2 separate regions of the Oryctolagus cuniculus genome follow, and region 1 is linked to region 2. Evidence: chromatin contacts called from public Hi-C data. All regions are on one chromosome and are shown on one strand. The core of a region is the stretch at or near the end of the contact, and the rest is flanking DNA. Distances in the headings are between cores, read along the strand shown.

Region 1 (3,514 bases), core at 772-3,271, 130 kb before region 2:
AGGGAGCAGGTGCGAGACCAACCATGGCAGCTCTTAGGGACAGGTTCTTGGAGGCCTGGGGTCACCGCAGGGCCAAGGCTCGGCTCACACCTGCAGCACTTCGTGAGCATCAGAATGAGGCACTCACCCTCACTACCTCTCGCCCGGGGCAGGTTGGACCCCAGACCCACCCCCTCTTTGCTCCGGAAGCCGCATGTGGGATGCGTCTAGTCTGTGTGCACACACTTGTGCACGTAAAACACAGACATAGACGGCGACAAGACATAACCTCTGCTCCCTGGGCTGGGGGCTGGGAGGGCTGAGTTGAGGTGCAGAAATGCACAGTGAAAGGGGGTCGCCGCCCGCTCCCCGCCACTGGCCAGCGTGAGGACAGTCCTGACTCCCAGAAACCCAGGGGTTGGCGTACTGCAAAGAACCTCCCACCTGGATACCAGGCGCCACCCTCCCTCCTCTGCAGCTGCACCGCCCCTTCACTCCTCCGACACGGGGTGCAGGGGGAGTGGGGGAGGGGGCTGCACAGTCCTCAGGCTGCTCTCCTGGAGGGAAGTCAGGCTGACTCACCCCCACCCAAGAGCTGTCTCCCCACACTGAGACACACACATCTCTCTGCCATGAGAGCCACCACCCTCGAGGGCTCAAAATCTCAGGACATCCTGGGCTGTGCTGCTGGACAGGACTGGGCAAGTTCCGGGTACTCATGGGGCGGCTGGGCCACACACTGTTTCCATGGCCAGCAGGAAGGAGGAGCTGGATCTGGGCCAGGTTGGAGGCAGAGAGGAAAACACAGGTGGGGCCCAGAGAGTCGGGAAGGGGAACACAGGGAGGAGCCCCAAGGCAGCTTGCTGGGGACACTGGGAAAGGTGAGGTCGCAAGCCAGACAGAAACGAGAAGGTGCAAAGCAGGGAGGAGGTGGTGACGAGCGAGGAGGGAAAAGCCAGCCACAGAGGCCATGTGAACAGGAAGCAAAACGGGCCACACTCAGCGCAGGTGAGGGTCGAAGTCAGGTGGATTTCCACATTGCTCAGAAGCCTGGGGAGAGGCCGGGCACGGCGGGCTCCTCCCCTCCACGTCATGCCACGCAAAGCATCTGCAGAACGGTGTTTTGCGGACTTGGCTGTGCTGCCTTTTACAGTGCGCTTCCCAGAATAAACTGCCCCAAGACTTCATCCAGCACCAAAAAAGGCAACTGTAAAACACGCACGGCCGGCCCCTCCCTCACTCCAGCACAGTCATCCTCCCTCTGCTCACGTGGGGGAGGGCACAGTGGCAATGGCAGGCAGGCAGCACAGGCCTGGCGCGGTGCGGCGTGGGGCGGGGCGGGGCGGGGCCTGGGCTGAGCAGTTAGGAACTTCCCAAATCATTAACCTTTCTTCGGAGTGCACTGTACTGGGAGGTGCTCGCTCTGCAGCCTGTTCAGGAGCCCTATTGATCTGCCGCACACTCGGTGCCTTCAAAGTTGTTTATGATCAATATGCAAATTGCCCGTGGCATTGATCTAGTATTAATTTTCAATTAGGGAATCCACAAGGGGTCTCTGAGGGTCAATACCTAACAATGGAAAGGAAACTCCGCTGTGGAGTATCCACTGGGCCTGGTGCAGATAAAAGCTTCCCTAAGCCTCCTTCTCAATGGTGCCAGGCCCTCTGGGCTGTCACCTTCCCTTGGGCTCATTTGGTTCCCTCCCAAGTTGGACCCCTTGAGCGCCTCCCAGGCTCTGTTTCTGGCTGTTGCCCTGGAGCTCCCTACAACACACACACACACACACACACACACACGCACTCACTCACGCCCCAGTGTCACAGGAGCCCTCCCCGGCCCGCCAGGGTGCACTCCGGGCAGCCGCCTGCCTGCACAGAGGCCCCCTGCCATGCCTCCTGGTCTCCCCTGCCACCCCCAACCCCGGGACCACTGTTTCTCCCAGCTCCCCCACCACACATACCTTTTTCCTCCCTCTCTCCCTCGCCCTCGTTTCTGCTTAGTCACGGAACGTCACCTTGGCACGCTGCCACGGCTGGAGCTGGCGAGCCGCACGGTCCCCAGAAATCTCAGGCAGTCAGGCAGAGCCACCAGGCTGCCAGGTTATGCTTGGCAAACAACCCACTGATGTCATTTCACAAAACCAGGGGGGAAGGAAAAGGGCACAGCTTTCCATCGTCTGCTTCTCCTTCTTTCTTTCTTCCAGCAAAATCTTTCTTCCTACTGAAACCCAGGGGTGGGGTTGGGGGGGTGGGGGTGGGGTGGGGATGTTAATTACTTTACCACTGGCTCATGGTTCCCAGAAGAGGCCCTGGCCCTCCCTCCAGAACACAGGGCAGTGCATGTGAGCCACGGATGGGAGTGTCCCTGGGGACAGCATGCCCAGCGGGGACCAGAGTAACTGGGGCCTCAGCCATTCCATTACGCCCCTAAAAGCCCCGCAGAGACTCGCGTGGGAAAGCTGTGCTGTTAGCGGAGCTGGGAGAGACAGGCACGCCCTGCGGTCCTCCCAGCAGGTATGGGGACCAGAGGGGGCTCAGCACACTTGCGTATGGGGCCCGGCAGGCTCAGTCTCCTTGCAGCCCTGCCCAGGGCTCTGAACTTGACTTTCTCCACTTGAAATGCACCCTCCAGAGTGGAAGGCCTTGTTCTCTCCTCCTGACCCTGCCAGAAGACCCCAATCCAGGCCAGACGGGGTGGCTGCCTGCCCACCCTCGGGCGCTGCCACTCACTGTACTCCCTGGTGCGACAGCTCCCCAGACTAACTGGTTTACGGATAACATTAATTACCATGTTGCTCATTAATGGATGAAATCTTCATTGGCGCCATTGATCAGCGGACTTGTCAGCTGGCCTCCTAGCCAATGGCGGACGTAACAAGCTCTCTTATTGGCAAATCAATTAATGCAATCAATTCCTGGCCAGCGGCTGCCATTCGGTTCCTTGGTTGTTCAGGGGTAGAAGACAGAACCACACCAAGCACGCCTGTACTTACCATCCCCAGCTCTCTGCTGACCTCCAGATGGTCTCTCTGCCACTTGGGGCTCATCAATCGAAAAAAAAAAAAAATCACACACACACGCCCATGTGACAATCACCTCTCCATGCTGCAGAGAAACAAACGCACCATGCCCTGCAAGGGCACGGGCTACAAGGACAGTGGGGAGGGGTGTGGAGACTGTCAGGGCAACCAGGAGGAGCCCCCAGGTCAGCTGGTTCTGCAGTGGGCACCGATGGAAAGAGCTTGGTCCCCAGATCGGGCTCTGGACAACTCCCCAGGCCACAGCAGGCCCAGCCAGAAAACACAAACCACCCTCAACAGGCCTGTGCCCATCCCGGGAGGCCATCCCAGATCGCTGCTTCCCAGGGACATGGTCATATCTGTTCACCACGCTTTTAAATATTTATTTATTTGAAAGGCAAAGTTACAAAGAGAATGGGAAAGAAAGAGAGGGTGAGAGAGAGCTTCCATCTGCGGGCTCACTCTCCAAATGGCTGCAACAGCCAGGAGCCAGGAGCTTCTTCTGGGTCTCCCACA
Region 2 (3,220 bases), core at 333-2,832:
CACCAAGGGAAAACTGAACGCTAAGTGTGATCAATTCTGCTGTTACCCTTTAGCCTTGCCTGCACACAGGAGCTGGGCTCTCAACGATGACTTTCACAAAAAAATATACCCTAAGAATGGTATGGTCCACACTTGGAAACCCGCCCACAATGGCCAGCCAAGCCTGCCTAAGTGCTAAGAACCATTTAGGAGCATTGTAAACCATTAGGGCCATTAGCTCTAATTTGACCTCAACAAAATAAATCAACCCACTAGGAACAAATTTAGAAGCTTTCCAAAGTCAAGTTCTCAAACCCTGAAAGGCTCACAAGCACCAATGCAGGACAGGGCACAAACGGCCAGGCCAGAGCCGCTCCTGCAGCTCCCACCTTCCCCGCAGCCTGGAGGGAGCATGGACCCCTCACATCCCGCTGTGACGGCCGAGCCAAGGTGAGAGTTGGCACCCATCTCCCGCTGCTGTTTAAGGAACTTGCTCTCCTCCTTCCTCCGAGTTCACGCCACATGCAACTCTCCACCTGTGCCGCTCTGAGTGTCTCCTCTCATTTCCAAGACGTCCTGGTCGGCTCTCAAAGCTGCTGACTCTTAGCAAGGGGACAGGGGACTTGCGGCCACTCTACCTTTAAATGGGCAGGTATCACACATACATTAGGAACCAGGATTCCCTCACAGTAAGCCCAGTGCCAACACAGTAAATAATTTCTCCTACAAAACTTATAAGCATCAGCATACACTATAAATTTAAATTGTAAAATCGTCGTCATTTTTCATCTTTATTCTCCACTGATAATTACTTACTGCATGTTTGAATACTGATGCCACTGTCTTGATAAAGAAGCAGGAAATGAAATCAACTATGGTGGCTTCAAATGCCCCCAGTCCACAGGAGAAGCAAGCTAAGAACAAGCCCAGTGGACGAGTGGGCAGTCAGAGCTACAAACCCACTGAATTGTCAGTCGGCCACGGTCTCTTCAGGACGTCAGGGTGCTGGCCAAACCAGCTCGCAGTAACGGCAGATGGGGAGGCGGCGCGCACAGTTCCAGAACCCTGGAGTCTGGATTGCTGACCGCTGAGTCATCCTTGCCAACTCCACCCAGCACGAATTTCCAGGTATCAAATTATACGTTAATTATGCGAACATGGCGTTACAGGAGGGGAAGTGGTGTTAGTCAGCGCCAGCGGGTGGAAGTTCGGGAACAATTGAGTTTTGCGTAGCTGGTTTCATGCACTGGCCTGGGGCTGCTCTGGCTCAGGCAAAGAGCAGGAATTTGGAGTGGAAAGTCTGCTCTCCAAACCTGTCCCTGACCGGGCTGCCGCAGCAGCGGCCATCTCTCCCGACTCAGGGCCCAACTCAGGGCAGGAGTTTCCTCTTCCCTCTGTGCGTGTGTGAGACAAACCCAGCAGGGCCCAGACAGGCACTCCTCCCTGGGAATGCTACACCTCCCAGCACTGTCCCTCAGCAATCCCCAAGGTGTGGGTGACACCGCGTCCCCCAGGGCCTGGCTCTGAAGCCGGGGAAACGCACTGTCCCCGAGTAGAGATAGAACAGGATGTTCTTCAGGGGCTCCGGGGCCCATGTCTCTGACAGCAGGAACGTTATCAACCTAACACATCGTGCCCTTGTCCCCAGGCCCCTGCCAACCATGAACTGACCTTGCCCTGGTGAGAACCAGGGAGCCACGGCCAAGGCCAGGCCTGCCCAGCCAGGCAAGGGCCCAGCTCACGACCCAGGTGAGCACCTGGGACCTTGCCGCAGCTGCCGGGTGCGGGGGCGGAACACCCACCTCCTGCCAGCCCTGCTAGGTGGCGTTTTCTCCCAACAGCACATCCCGCATGCACACACCAGGGGGGCACGGAGTTAACACAACAAGGAAGTCCCGCACTCCACTCGGCAAAGCCTTACAGCTTTAGGAGACTACAGTACAGAGCACAGCACCAGTGTAATACCCAGTAAGATACAGCAGAGCCCTAGCACGCTATGTAATAGAGTATCAGCCTTCTCCAGAACCAGGTCAGTATACGATATGATACAGTGTATGCCATATACATATCATACAGATTTAGTATAGCATATGGCAAATGGTATAGTATTAGTATAGCAAGGTATACGGTCGGTATCCACTTTGAGTTTGGTTCACTATTAGTACAGTATAAAGTATGACACAGTACAGTGTGAGTACAGCATACTGAACAATCCAGTGGTAGTGTATAGTGTAGCAGCAGTATGGTCTAACGCAATATAGCATTACTACAGTTTTATGTAGTACAGCAATGGCTAAGAGCTTATGCTCTGGGCTGGCATCACGGCACTGAGGTCATTTAAAAGCTGCAAGTTATTAACCTACTTTGGGCTTAGATTCGTTACACATTTAAAGGGCACCAGGATCGTATGTGCCCCGTATGGTTGTAAGGATTACGGAGACAGTAAAGCATTCAGGATGGGAGCTGCTCAGTAAGTGTTACTATTAATGCTCAGAGAGACAAAGAGAGGAGAGAGTGCCTAGCAGTGACACTCAGACCCTACACACATGCCCAAGGCTCTGAGAAGAGCGAGTCGCCAGCAGTCACGCGTCTAAGGAAGAGCCAGGCCAGGCTCGCAAACAAGCAGGGCCCCCCTTAAGCTCAGGGCATGCGTTCCAAGATGGGTCTCAGATGCCTGAAGCCCCGTGTAGTACTGAACCCTACACACACTGCCTTTTTTCCTTATAAATTAGGCACAGTAGGAGATTAACAGTAATAATAAAATAGAACTACAACAATACATTATAATAAAAGTTATTTTAAGTCTGGAGTTGTGGCAGCACAGCCGGTTAAGCCCACATGGGCTCTGGTTTGTGCCCTGGCTACTCCACTTCCGATCCAGTTCCTTGCTAATGCACCTGGGAAAGCAGAAGACGGCCAAAGTGCTGGGGCCCTGCACCCCCTGGGAGACCTGGATAAAACTTCTGGCTCGCGGCTTCAGTCTGGCCTGGCCCTGACTGCTGCAGCCATTTGGGGTGTGAACCAGCAGATGGAAGATCTCTCTCTGTGTAACTCTGCCTTCCAAATAAATAAATAGATCTTTTTTAAGAATAAAAGTTATTTCAGAGTTAGGCAGTCTTGATTTCTGGACTTCTCCGTGTAATATTTTCGGGCCACAGTTGAGCACGGTAACTGGAATGCAGAAGAGGAACCAGTGGATAGTGGGGCTCCTGTACTGAGGCCTGCAGCCGTTCCTCTCCAG

The links. Hi-C and Micro-C count contacts between places; a contact is called where the count stands out from the background.
Region 1: a contact with region 2 is called in a Hi-C map of an unstated tissue, with 2.0 times the contacts expected there. The contact joins two enhancer-like sites. A contact is called at or near these places in 2 of 6 Hi-C or Micro-C datasets (ear pinna and an unstated tissue).

Annotation. Positions count from the first base shown.
Region 1 is chr18:54,388,543-54,392,056 of mOryCun1.1, reverse strand. All of the region lies in intron 4 of ZFHX3 (zinc finger homeobox 3), which reads right to left. Among named protein-coding and RNA genes, the nearest start is that of ZFHX3, 220 kb to the right of the region's middle. Within about 2 kb of position 2,021, at least 4 of the 8 cell types and tissues checked have an H3K27ac peak or open chromatin away from gene starts, as enhancers often do.
Region 2 is chr18:54,257,988-54,261,207 of mOryCun1.1, reverse strand. The region is part of intron 1 of ZFHX3 (zinc finger homeobox 3); the gene reads right to left. Among named protein-coding and RNA genes, the nearest start is that of ZFHX3, 88 kb to the right of the region's middle. Within about 2 kb of position 1,582, at least 2 of the 8 cell types and tissues checked have an H3K27ac peak or open chromatin away from gene starts, as enhancers often do.